2 separate regions of the Arachis hypogaea genome follow, and region 1 is linked to region 2. Evidence: chromatin contacts called from public Hi-C data. All regions are on one chromosome and are shown on one strand. The core of a region is the stretch at or near the end of the contact, and the rest is flanking DNA. Distances in the headings are between cores, read along the strand shown.

Region 1 (7,025 bases), core at 1,085-3,584, 220 kb after region 2:
GAACTCCGCGGCATTTCATTGCCGTTATGACTCTCTGAAACATGTCAATTCTAAGAACAGAGAGATCTTCGATCCACCAATCGCCATCGCATTTCGCCTGCCGGCTCATATGTAACCTCCCTGAACTGCTGTACTCCAATCTTGAGAAGCTAGAAGCTATCTGTTCGGCGCAGGCTTTCGAGGCGATGGCGTCGATGCACCGGCTAACAATCTTCAGTTCATCCGCCAGAGGCAGCAGGCTTTCGCACTGCTGCAAGACTTGCACACACATTTCAAGATTCTTGCAGACAATGCTGTCCAGATACTCCTCGGCTCGCGAGCCGAGATTGTCCTTGGAGAAGTCCTCCGACATTTCTAGATAGTCCGAAACACAGCATAGCTGAGCAACGTTTGTGGAAGTGATCTCGAAGTTTATTCCGTAGCAGAATTTTGCTGCTAGCTCAAAGCATTCTGCTCCTCCTGGTAGATTAAGAAGCTCCACTCTTGAGATGTCGGAATCTCTGTGCTCCGCGACTAGCCTCCTTATCCGGCCGCTTCGCGAGACCAGAGGAAACTTCATACACAAGTAAAAGAAAATGCAAGGATTATAGATGGAAATTTTGTAGAAGCATTATTCAAGTAATGAGTAAAGTTGGTAGACACTTACCTTGTGTAATGAAAATGTTCCTCCACCAACTTCTATAGTTATATCACTTGGTACATCCCGGAAAATCCTACAACAGATTAAATGTGTTAATTTTTCAAAATAAAAAGTATGAGCTTGTCAAGTTCAAGAATGAGATTATCACTGTTGAGTGTAGGTTGAGGAAAATTTCTTAGCAACAAAATAAAATCATAGGATACAAAGACACCTAATTAGTCAGTGTGAATTGCCACTTGCTGTGGACTTAAAAAGATAAGAATAAAGAAAAGGATTTGTGATTATATAGCAAAAGTAAGTTGCTCATTCAATAATAGCATGGTAGCAGATTGAAAATATAAATATGATATATGATTTTTTTGTCTCCCAAGTAAATGATATTATTACCTGCATTAATTCAATAAACGACCAGAACTTAAGAAGAAAAGAAATAATTTTTGAAAGGAAACCCATTTAGCTTGTAGCGCAATTAATTTAGATAAAATCACGCTGCTTGAAAAAAATGTTGGCTGAATTTCAAAACAAGTTTTGTCGATATGACGAATTTCTAGCTTAATTAAAAAAGAAGAAACTTGTCAGATTATCCCTTACTCAAGAGAGAAAGAGAAAATTATAAAATCATACATTTATATAACAAGAAATAGAACAAATATTTTAACCATAGATACTATATGTCCATATACTATGCAAACTACAACAAAGTTGAAATCACAAACTCTGTTCTCTAACTAGCACCAAACAAAGAACACAATTCACAACAATAATTTAGATTGAATTGCAGGACAATTTAGATGTCCAGATCAGCAACTTTGCAGGGCAGTGAGTTCATTGAAAGCATAGTATATCATTCTTTTCGAACAGATCTTTGATCATGTTATTCAACCAACAACAAGAACAGAAGAACCAAGGAAGAAGAATTTGAACGACGACAACAAATTTTTTTAAGAAAAAGAAAAAATTTGGAGATTTTCAAGTGAATGCACAAGGCTAATCAATAAATCACACAATACAGCAAAGACTAAACAATTCTGTTTTTGAAAAAACCAGTAATCCCAGTTAGTTAAGAAAGTGCCACAAGTCACAACAAAAACAGAATTTGCATAAACAGAAACTCACCTTTTATAGCAACAAACTTATTAACATATTTTTCCCCTATGAAGGAAAACAAAAAACAGGTAAAACCGAACAACCCTTTTATGTAAAAGAAGAATTCTGTTTATTTTATATCTGTTTTTTTCAAAAAAAAAAAAAAAGGAAAACAGTGAAACAAACCATTCACTGCATCTTTGCCTGGCACACTTTGCCAGAGGCAACTGCTGCTGGTGCTGCTGTTTGTCAGTACGGTCCATAGAGAAAAAAGAGTGATGAAGAGAATGTGAAGTGAAAGAGAGAAAAAGTGTTGCAGTGGTAGTTTTAGATTTAGTTTTAGTGGGTCTAAGGAAGTAGTAGAAGTGATTGTTGTGAAGTGAGGAAAGAGACTGAGTTGGAAGAAGTGTAGATGTTGCTGTTGTTGTGTGAGTTCTTCGGCCATTGTGGGTTTTTTTTTTTTTTTCTTGAAGATGTGGGTTCTGAATGCATAGATTGCTATTGTCCAAAGCAAATGGGTCCTGTGTTGTGGGACATGCTTTGCTTTTTAATAAGTTGTTATTATTGTTAGCTTCTCTCTCACTCATAAATGACTCAATGTAGTGGAGCAGTGACACAAATGAATGCAAATTCTACTGTTATTTAAGCAATAATTCTATTCTATTTTTGCATCCTCCCAATATATCATAGATATAAAATCATGTATATATTCAATCCTGCTACGTTACCAACAGTATTTCTGCCAACTTCTGCCAATTTTTATTTATAACTGTATTTAATGAAAGTGTCTTTATGGATGTGTCTAATAAAAATATCTTTTTTATGATTGTGTTTAATAAAAATGTCTTTATAAATATATTTTCTGGATATATCTTTTTATATGTGTTTAAAATATAATAATTAATTATTATTGGTAATAAGTTGACAAATAATATATTGGTACCCTATACTTTTCCTATTTTTATTGCCTAACAATTTAGTAAAGCAGTTCGTTTACAAACACTTTATATTAACACAGGATTTGAAAAGAAGTTGCATTTAAAAAATATAATATACGCAATCTAATTTTATAATTATATTAGTGACTATTTTTATAGATTAAACTCATGATTTTAAAATCATATAGAAATAACTTAACTATTATTTTAATATTTTTTTATTGCCTAACAATATAGCATGAGATAAAAAATTTTATAACTATTACCAGATTTTTAATTTGTTGATTGATCATTTTTTTTTTAAATAGAAGATAAAAAAATTTAGTATAAAATAAAATAAAATAAACATGTAAGTTGTTTAAATTTATAATAAATTCTTGTGTAAGTAGATATATTAGATATGAAATTATTTATATATATTAATCTAATGAGTTAAATTTTAAAAGATGATTTGGTCGTAACAATTCGGCTTCCAATGTGATTAGATATCTAAAGTGATAATATTTTTAAAGTAATGGATTAAAAATTAATCATCATTGAATTTGTGATTTTTATCATGTGTGAGTTTTATTATTTTGATTTAAAAGTGATTAAATTGTGACTTTATTACTTTATCAACTTTTTTAGTTTAAAAGAACTTGATCCAACATAATAAATTATCAGATGAAATTGTTAAAATAAATAGTAAAAACAGTAAAACTCTTAAAAATTAAGAGCTGTATAAAAATAAAAAGGGTAAAGTATATTTTTTGTCCTTGAAGTTTGGCAAAAGTTTTAAAAATACCCCTAAGTTTTATTTTGTTTCAATTTTGTCCCAAAAGTTTTCGATTTGCATCAAATATACTCTCGGGGACTAAATTTTCAAAAAATTTAAGGCCAATATAACAATAATGCATGAAAATTATACTTGATTTGCTTGTGTTGAGGGGTTGTTCTTATGAAATTGTTGTTGAATCGATCTTAAATTTTTTGAAAAATTAGCCGTTCAGGGGTATATTTGATACAAATCGAAAACTTTTGGGACAAAATTAAAACAAAATAAAACATAGGATATTTTTAAAACTTTTGTCAAACTTTAAGGACAAAAAATATACTTTACCCAAATAAAAAATAATGAACTAAAAACACTATAAAATTTCAATTCAAAATAATCTTTTAGCATAACTAATATGTGTTCTCTAAAGACACATGATAAAATTATTATTAATATAAATTTTTAAATTTATTCTTTAAATAAATACAAAAGAATTGTATTATAAATTTAAATTTTTTATATTTTTTATAAAAAGTTTTTTAATATATAATTTTAATATGTGTTTTAAAAACAGAAGATAGCTAAGTCCTTCTTTTTTTTTCTTCCCAAGATTTCTTGCATTTGTTCTTTTGCCTAATTTTAACCCTTCGTATATTTTTACAATTCTACACACAAAATAAATGGGCAAAAGCATTTTGGTAAATAAATATGCGTAAGATACTAAAATAGTGAGCATTAAGTCATTAACCCAGCATTTACGGTTTCAATTCCTTAAATTATGTAAACGGAGTCAATGATTGTGCGTGAATAAGGCACTCCTATTTCTATTGTTCGGGGCTTTCTTAATTATTTTATTTTATTTAATTTCTATGGTTTCTTTAAGCAGTTAAAGAGGCGCGAAAGAAGGGAAAGGAAGGAGGGTTTTGTTCACAAAAAGTCAAAAAATGTAAACTCACTGAAACAGGAATGAAAGGAGGGAACAAAGTTGTTAAAACAGGTTCTTTGACAATTTTGTCACCTTTCTCTTTTTGTCCCCTTTCACTCCTAACTTAAACATTTTAATTTAGGTTTAGCTAATATGTATTTATTAAGAATACATGTTAAGATTAGTGATTGATTTTTTTATATATAAAATCCATACAAAACTTAAAATTTTAATATATCTATTATGTATTTATTAAAGTAAAAATTATATTAAAATAATTTGTATATATATAAAATGTTTGATAACAAAATAAATTAATCAAAAATAGTTAAAATTTATTTTATTTAATATTTATTAATTATAATAATAATTAATAAAAACTAAATAAAATAAATTTTTTTATCTCCCTTATTAGATACATATTAACTAAACATGGCCTTTTAATATTCATACTTATAATATTGCTTTGCACCGTTTAATTGAATCCTCTTGTCAAGCCATATACATATTGGTGGTCTCACCTTACTTTTAAAACCAGCAAATTAGATATCAATTACTTTTGTCACAGAATTTGTGGACTCCATTGAGAACCCTGTGGGTCTATATCACAAATATTTTAAATGAAAAATAATAGAGACTCAATTATTTTATAGGTTTAATTATTCTTTTGTCTTTATAGTTTTGTGAAATTTTCAATTAGGTCTTTATACTTTTTTTTTTAGTTGGGTCTCTGCACCAATTTTTTTTTTCAATTCGGTCCCTTTTAACAGTAATTGGTTTAATTATATAGGGATTTAATTAAGAAAAAAATTAGTACAGGGACCCAAATATAAAAAAAAAAAAAGTATAAGGACCTAATTAAAAATAAAATTTGGTGCAAGGACTCAATTAAAAAAAAGTATAAAAACACCTAATTAAAAATTTCATAAAACTATAAAGACCAATAGAGTAATTAAATTTATTTTATATGATTCAGATATATTATTTTTTCTAATCAATACCTTAATTTTAATGTACGGTTAAGAAACCTTTCTGAATAAGACAGGATACAACATATCAGGTTACATGTTACATGTTTCATATGTGTAAAAGTTCCTTATTTTAATTTGTTTGTTAGAAGGTGCTTTCAATACTAAGCTCAAAAAGTCTAATAAATAAACTATTAAAGAAAAAAAAAAAAGAAAAATTCTAAATTATGAATTCAATAAATCCTCGTTTCACAAGTTTTAGGGTATGTTTGTTAGGATGATGAACGGAGAAAATGGCAAAGAAAAGAATGATAGTAGGATGATAGTAGGGCAACTTAATGGAGCACTAGAGGAATTATTTTATAAAAAATACTATATATACATACAAAATCAATCATTAAATTAACTACTAATTTTTAATATATATTTTATATTTTAACATATATTCTATTTAAATATGATGAAAATGATTCTTGCAAAAGTTGGTAAATATCTTAGGTTATATATTTGATTTTATAATAGAATAAAACACAAAAATTAATATTTTATATTTTATTTGATGATAAATTAAATATAATATAAAAAATTATGAAAAGTCTAATTTATTTTTTTTCACACAAATTTAAAAAAATATAAATATAAAAATTATAACAAAAACAAAAAAATATATATATTTCTTACTAGTATCTCTATACTGCTATTATTAAAAATATAAAATATATTAATTTAATATCTTAAAATATAATATTGTGTTTATATTTCACTTATCAAATATAATTTTGTATTTTGTAGATTTTTATCTCAGTGTTCCATATTTATAAATAAATAGTAACGTTAATAAAGAATTAGGCCAAGAAAGGTCAAATAAAGAGATTGTGATTGATTTGCATTTATTTTGGAGTTTTTTGCAATTAAATGTGACGTGGGTAATAATGTTAACTTCCAAGGCTGATACACCGAAGGAAATTTCTGATTGTACACCAATAAGGGCGATGGGTTTATATAAGGTGGTGGCAAATATATAAAACTGGTTCGTTTGAGATTCACACACAATATAATAAGAAACACAAATACATGATGGGATCCTTATAGCAAACGAGGAATAGTGCATTGGCTTAGAAAAGAAGATTGTTTTGCTAATTAATAAAGTGGAGTTTCATGAAGTCTATGATTCAGATGGAAGTTTGTGGTCGATCAAGTAATTTGTGGCTCTCAAACTTCCAACAGCGGAGAGTAAAACCAGCTTGAGAGAGTGTTAAGTTAGACTAACCAAAGAGAGTGAAAATAGCATTGTATAAAAATTTGAGTAAAAAAATTGGATAAAGTATTTTTTAAAAAACTTTTTAAAAATATTTTTTTAATTTTATTTTATTTTAATTTTTTTACAAAATATTTTATTTCATCAATTATATTCCTAATAGCTAAATTTTTTAAAAATTTAGGACAATCCAACAATAATATTTAGGTTAAGTTATGTTAAAGGTTGTTTTTGTAAAATTATTTTTGAATTGGTACTAAATTTTTTGAAAAATTAGCTATCACAAATATATTTGATACAAATTAAAAATTTATGAGACAAAATTAACATAAAATAAAATTTAAATATATTTTTAAAATTTTTGACAAATTTAAAAAACAGAAAATATACTTTATATTACCCAAAATGATTACATACATTACAAAATCTTCTGTGAAGGTGTGTTGCAAGCAGAGA
Region 2 (6,818 bases), core at 2,004-4,503:
TTATGGCCACTAACACATTCAGTAACCTGAAGGTTTGTTTCGATTTTATGTTTTCCGCATCTGATTTTAATTGTTGCCTTGGATATATCATCTTATTTCAACAATATGTCAAATTGATCCAATTGAAACTGATACATTTATATGACTGGGAAGGTCTATATCATGGATTAATAGTGTATCTTTTCCTACTTTCCTTCAATTCCTATTTACCATCATCATCTTCTGTATTGACTTCTTTCTAACTCTAGGTAATATAATATAGCCTCATAGAAATCTTCTAACTGATAAATGAAATAAAAAGTTGATATAATTTGTCTTGAAAATTTTAAAACTAATGAATTCTTTTTATTTGCTTATTTGAGGATGTATAATTTCTCATCATTTTATAGTTGGCACACAATAGCTGAAAATTGAGGTTTAAATAAATGTTTTGTCCTTGCTTCCTAACATATAACTTTACTCCCTACAAAGTTTTTATTTTGGTCTGATCTAAATATTTTTTGAAGATCAGCATAAATGGCCTTTGAAAATTTTATAATGTTGTTTTCATCCTTGTTCGCATTATTTGGGGACTTCTCTTATTTTGTGTTGTCAATTAATTCATAATATGCACACTTATGAAAATTTGGAAATTGGGACTAGAGCCAAAACATTCTACAGAGCAAAACAGAAATGAAGTATATTTATAAGAGTTTGATTATTATGCTATGCCTCGATGCCGTAAGAGTTTATATTGTCGTTCAATTATTTTTTGGTTTTTCACGGTATCCTCCAACCCGACAGGCTAATAATTAATCTGTCGCAGATTGTAGCTCCATTTAAGCGTTTGCCAGCCAATGGGTTGCTACGTTATTGTCATTCAATTACGAGTATTTGTAGGTCTTAAGTTAATGGATGGTTGATTGGAACACTTCCATTATGTGAAGCCTTTTTACATTGATAGTACATCGATATTAAATCCTACTTTTTAGGACCAAAAAGATAATTAAGCTGAAAACCCTGATTTAATGGTTGGGAATATTTTCATTTGACACATAACCCTCTCCCTTGTGTGTTCTGTCTGCAGGTTACCAATATCATACCAGTAAAGGGTGGTAACCCCCCCAAATTTTCTCAGAGAACGCAATTGATCACAGAAAACTACCAAGTTGTGTGATTGATATTTTAGTCCAATCTACTCAATAACAGTTTTCTTTTACAATAGATGATTCATGATTCATACTTAGGTTTTCACTTGCCAAGAGAAAGCACAAAGTAGGATTTATTGCAAGTAATGAGAAACTTAGAATGTCTCTTTTGTATGTAGAGGCAAATAATTATTCTTATAGCTTATAATTCAAGATTCATCTTATATGCCCAAATGTCTCCATTGCTTTTTATCTTAGGTATAATAGATTCTGTCATATAAATATTTGTCAACTAAATAATTATCAATTTAGTTCATAAATTACTAATCATGATTATGGATTTCTTGTAAAATTTACATATTTGTTGAGCTAATAATAGAAATTTGATGGATTAATAATTGAGAAATATTATGAATATGAATGTGAATAGTGAATTTTATTTTAGAGAAAAATAAAAGTTATTCATATCCTAGTCTAAAAAATAGCCCGACCCAAAATGAGGATGGTCCAATTCTCGTAAGGACTCCATCTCTATCTATCCGATCTCATAAAAATCGAATTGAACGGTGCCAATCCTGCTCTACCTACGCGAATCAATGAACTAACTCTAACAATTTCTCCCATACTTTCAAAAGGGATATCTCAACAACCCCGAGTAGGGGATGATTATCCACTATCAAAGGTGGAACTATTCCAAAGGGTAGTTAGAGACTCTATAATTATAAATATCCGAACTCTCTCAAGTATACTCAGAACTCAAACTATTAAAAACCTGCTTAAACTTTTGCTAATTTAAGCATTAGAGTTCCTTGCAAGTACCACCCCCACCTCCTCACAAGGAACTCGAACGGCAGCATCTCGATACTAGCTGAATTCGGATGCTGCCTCGAAAGAAGTTTGGACCTCATGTCCAGGTCCAAAAGCAATCCAATTTCAGGTAACTGTCGAAACATTGGCGTCGTTGCCATGACTTGAAAGGCTACACCCAACCATAGCGGACGGTCAGTTTGAAGACAGACGTACAACATCCAAATCAGAACCGAAACCTCACAACGATTATCGTGCAATAGTAATACCCCCTCGACAAGATAGAGCGGGTGGTACTAGTAGGGAGGGAACGTCGGAAAATCCTCACCTAAAAGAATCAAGTCAGAGATACATCCACCAGAGAATGAGGAGCATCTGCATCCGACAGAACTCATTGGACACCAAGAACGACCGGAACAGCTCGAATAGGAAATAGAGCGACAAAGAAAAGCTGGGAGAGATCTAAGAAGAGAGGTATGACGATGAAGAAAACTAGAGAAAAGAACTTTTGAAGTTAGAAGCCGAATTGCAAGGTCGGAATAATCAAGCGAATCGGGAAGAAATCCATTTTGGAGGGGAAGATCTATTTGTTGAGGAGATCATGCGGGTCAAAGTTCCTAGAAATTTTAAAAGTACTAACATAAATCTCTATGATGGAACAATCAACCCGAGATACCAGGCCACCTGAGTAATTTCAAAAGTCGGATGTATTTGACTGATGCTTCAGATGCAACTCGTTGCAAAGCTTTCCCAACAACGCTGACTAAGACAGTGATGAAATAGTTTGATAGTCTGCCACCCAAGTTTGTGACCTGCTTCGACGACCTCGCAAGAAAGTTTCTTACTCGATTCTCCATCCAGAAAGATAAAGTGAAGCACATCCCGAGCCTTTTGGGAGTCAAGCAAGAGGTCGGAGAAACCCTCGTTTATATGGAAAGATTCAACAAAGCTTGTTTGGAAGTCCAGAACCTACCCACAAAAGAAGTAATAATAGGACTAGTCAATGGTCTCAGAGAAAGCTTTCTCCCAATCCATATCAAAGAGGCACCCGACCTCCCTGAACGAAGAGTGAGCAGAAAAGTACATCAACATGGAGAAAAAATGCCCGTCTAAGAGAACTTGCTCCCAAACAAAATCATCCTTATCAAGCTCAGGACAAAGAGAAAGAAGCAAAGAAAAGGATGGGTACAGCTCGCACAAGCCTCGAAGGTACCATAACTACATCCCCTATGAGTTTCTTTTGTCGACATTTATAGGGAGATCTACAACACTAAAAAATTTCCATTTCCTCGCCCCATAAAAAACAAGGCGGAAGTTGGATGGAATACTGTGAATATCATAAGATATATGGGCATTCCACCAACGATTGTTACGACTTGAAAAATATAATAGAAAAACTGGCCAGAGAAAGTCGGTTAGAAAGGTACCTGGTAGAAAGATCTGACGATCAGGGGAAAAGAAAAAAAAAAGAAGAGGAAGATAGAAGTCAACGAGATCAGCCAACACGAACTCCTGACAAACACATCCACATGATAGTCGGAGGATTTGTGGGATGTGGAGTAACCAAGTCTTCCTGCAAAAGACATTTGAAAGGAGTTTATCAAGTTGAAGAAAAGGATGAAGTCCCCGAATTGCCTATTATTTCCTTCACAAAGGAAGATGCACAAGAAATAACACTAGGGCATGATGATCCCGTTGTAGTCACAATGATACTTGCCAATACAAATCTTCACAGGACTTTGGTAGACCAAGGAAGCTCGGCCGACATCTTGTTTACGCCTGCCTTGGACAAGCTGGAATTGGAAGAAAATGAGTTAAGAGCATACCCTGACACTCTTTACGGGCTGGGAGACACACCCATCCAACCTCTTGGTTTCATTCCGTTGCACACCACTTTTGGTAAAGGAATGAAATCTCGAACTTTGAGTATAGACTACATTGTAGTTAACGTAGCCTTAGCTTACAATGCCTTGATAGGTCGGACGACGTTGAACCGACTTGCTATAATCGTCTCTACTCCTCATCTTTGCATGAAATTTCCGATTTCAAAGGGAATAACCCCCATAAGAGGAGATCAAAAATTGGCAAGGAGGTGTAACAATGAAAACTTGAACCTGTGCGGATGTACAAAAGGAAAAGAGATCAATACTATTGAACTCAGAGGTGTCCAAACACGAGAAAAGTTGAGGCCACAACCTGATTGAAAAATAGAAGAAGTGCAAATAGGAGACCAAGATGGAAAAACTACAAACATAGGAGCCAACTTGAACGACAAATTGAAGACAAATCTTGTCAAGCTCGTCGTCTATCCGAGCTCATGACCTATACAACAAAAACGACAAAAGCTCAGCCTCGAAAGAACACAAGTCATTGAAGAACAGGTACAGGCTTTGTTAGATGCCAGGTTCATAAGGGAAGTGATGAGCGAAATTCGAAGCCCATGGATACTAGCAAGTGCACTAGATCGTATAAGTAATACCACAGTGAATGGATATCGTTCCCACGAAGATTAAAGGATTGAACAAGTAAATTTCTGATTAAAAAGCCTAATTAGATTAATAAAACCTGATTGATGATCGAAGAGGGCAAGAGAGTGTCTTGCTGAGAGCCTTGAGAATCTTGAATGTTAAATGCTTGGATGCCACGAATAGTGAGCTTGAATGATGAATTAAGAGAAGACAGTAATGATGAGAGCCAAGGGCTTTGGAGATGCTTATACTTTTAGGAAAACCAATCTTGTTTATTTATCTTGAAGTTTGCAAAGATCTTTCACGACAAAATCTTTAGTAACTAATTTCAAATTCCTTGACTCCTTAGTTTCTCAAGTATTAGTTAGGCGTCAATTAGTTAATCAAGAGATTAAGCACAAAAACTTATTTTAAATTTAAATAAGATTTAAAATTAGTCCTTAGGTCAAATTATATGTCACGTATTCAAGATAGTCTTGTCCAGTTAAATCTTAAAAGAAAATATAATTTTCAAAAGTTGTTTTAATCCGAATTATATATTACTTATTCAAAATTAGAGTGATTGAAAATCATGTATGTGTCACACACTAATTGAACTACTATTTCTAGCCGAATTTAAATAGTCATGTGAAAGAGTTTCAAGCTTTGATTCAAATATCAAAATTTTCAATTATACTAAAAGAATCCAAGAAGAATTAGCTTATCTTTCGATCCACTAATCCGAATGAAGAACGAATAACTCAATCATGAAATAGATCAATGCAAGACTTCGAAATAAAATAAACGTAAGTTAATTATCCATAGAAAACATAAACAGAGCTCCTAACCCTTTGACAAAGGATTAATTACCCATGAAGAAGTAAGAAAAACAAGAAGAAGAGCGGTAGTCCGAGAACTTGATGATCTTCTCAGTGAGCTATGCTCACTTATTTATAGCCTAAATTCTAAAATTCAAAAATAGTAAACTAATCATATCCTTCAGAGAGAGATAAGATAACTACTTATTTTCCGGAGAAAAAGATAAGATACTGACTTCAATTTCAAATTCAAATCAAAATCTAAACGATCAAATCTCTTATGATTCTAGACAGAATCAATAAATAATCTTCTAGAGTCTTCAATCTTCTGGATGTGATTAAGACTTCTAATGATGTGAATAATTAAGTTTGGGTCTTAATTTGTGGAATCTTGGACGTTGAGAGTTGTAGTTGATTCGGGCTTGTATTAGTGAAAGATTGAGCAAAAAACCCAAAATTTCACTTGCATGAAGGAGATCCGCCAGCCGTGGATCACTGGCCGCTGGGCGTGTATCAAAGGAGTGCTGGGTCCGCCGGGCATGGATCAGAACTGTTGGGCGTGCATGCCTTCCGCCAAGCGTGCGTGTGTTATACACTGACGTGTATGTCTTCATTTTCCTTGGGCCACGCTTCTTGGGCCAAGCTGTTATTTCTTTTATGTTTTTCTTGTGAAAAAGCCTTATTTTTGCTACTTTTTGAGTCCAAAATTCCTGAAAATATAAAAACACTATTCAAACTCCAAATATTTGATTATTTATTAAATTATATTAGAAAACATAAGAAATTTAATTAAAATCTAAGAAAATAAATAAGAAAGAATTTAAAAACAGCTTAAGATGATGTGTCATCAGGAAGTAAAATACCCTTTATGGTTGGCAAATATAGTGCTTGTGAAGAAACAGAATGGAGAATGGAGAATGGAGAATGTGTGTCGACTATATCGACTTTAATAAGGCTTGTCCTAAATATCCATACCATCTTCCTAGCATCGATGCATTGGTGGACTTGGCTTCAGGATATAGATACTTGTCTTTTATAGACGCTTATTCGGGATACAACCAAATTTCGATGTACAAGCCGGACCAAGAGAAAACATCTTTCATCACTCCAAGAGATAATTATTGTTATGCGGTATAATGTCACTCGAATTAAAAAAGTCTGGAGCCACTTACCAGAGGTTAGTGAACAAAGTATTCTCCTCTCACCTCGAAAAACTGATGGAAGTCTACGTCAACGATATACTTGTAAAAACCAAGGAAGAAAACAGCATGTTGTCTGACCTCATAGAAGTATTCAACACAATAAAGCAGCACGGGATGAGATTAAATCCCACAAAATGCACTTTTGCAGTAGATGCCGACAAGTTCTTGGGATTCATGCTCACTCAGAGAGGCATCAAAGCCAACCCAGAAAAATACAAAGCCATCCTGGAGTTGAAGAGGCCGACCTGTTTAAAATAAGTCCAACAATTAAATGAGGCTCTAATTGCTTGAGCCCGACCTATCAAAAGGCCAGTCTTAAGTAGGGGCACTATTCATATCCTAACCCAAAAAATAGCTAGGCCCAAAATGAGTAAGGCCCAATCCTCATAAGGATTCCTTCTTTGTCTACCCGACCTC

The links. A called contact is a pair of places that touch in the nucleus more often than the background predicts.
Region 1: a Hi-C map of leaf shows a contact between it and region 2, with 2.8 times the contacts expected there. The contact joins the promoter of LOC112727702 here to the promoter of LOC112730237 in region 2. A contact is called at or near these places in 2 of 8 Hi-C or Micro-C datasets (leaf and an unstated tissue).

The regions. Positions count from the first base shown.
Region 1 is chr12:90,993,613-91,000,637 of arahy.Tifrunner.gnm2.J5K5, forward strand. LOC112727702 (BTB/POZ domain-containing protein At5g48800) reads right to left here and starts at 2,335. Exons shown (of 4, transcript XM_025777567.3): 1 at 1,913-2,335; 2 at 647-713; 3 at 1-553. The coding sequence starts at 2,313.
Region 2 is chr12:90,768,589-90,775,406 of arahy.Tifrunner.gnm2.J5K5, forward strand. It overlaps LOC112730237, which reads left to right and starts at 3,254. Exons shown (of 1, transcript XM_025780335.1): 1 at 3,254-4,138. The coding sequence starts at 3,254. The coding sequence ends at 4,138. It overlaps LOC112727698 (coatomer subunit delta), which reads left to right. Exons shown (of 12, transcript XM_025777564.2): 11 at 1-32; 12 at 1,067-1,361. The coding sequence ends at 1,156. It overlaps LOC140177334 (a long non-coding RNA gene), which reads right to left. Exons shown (of 2, transcript XR_011869163.1): 1 at 6,063-6,818; 2 at 5,383-5,909.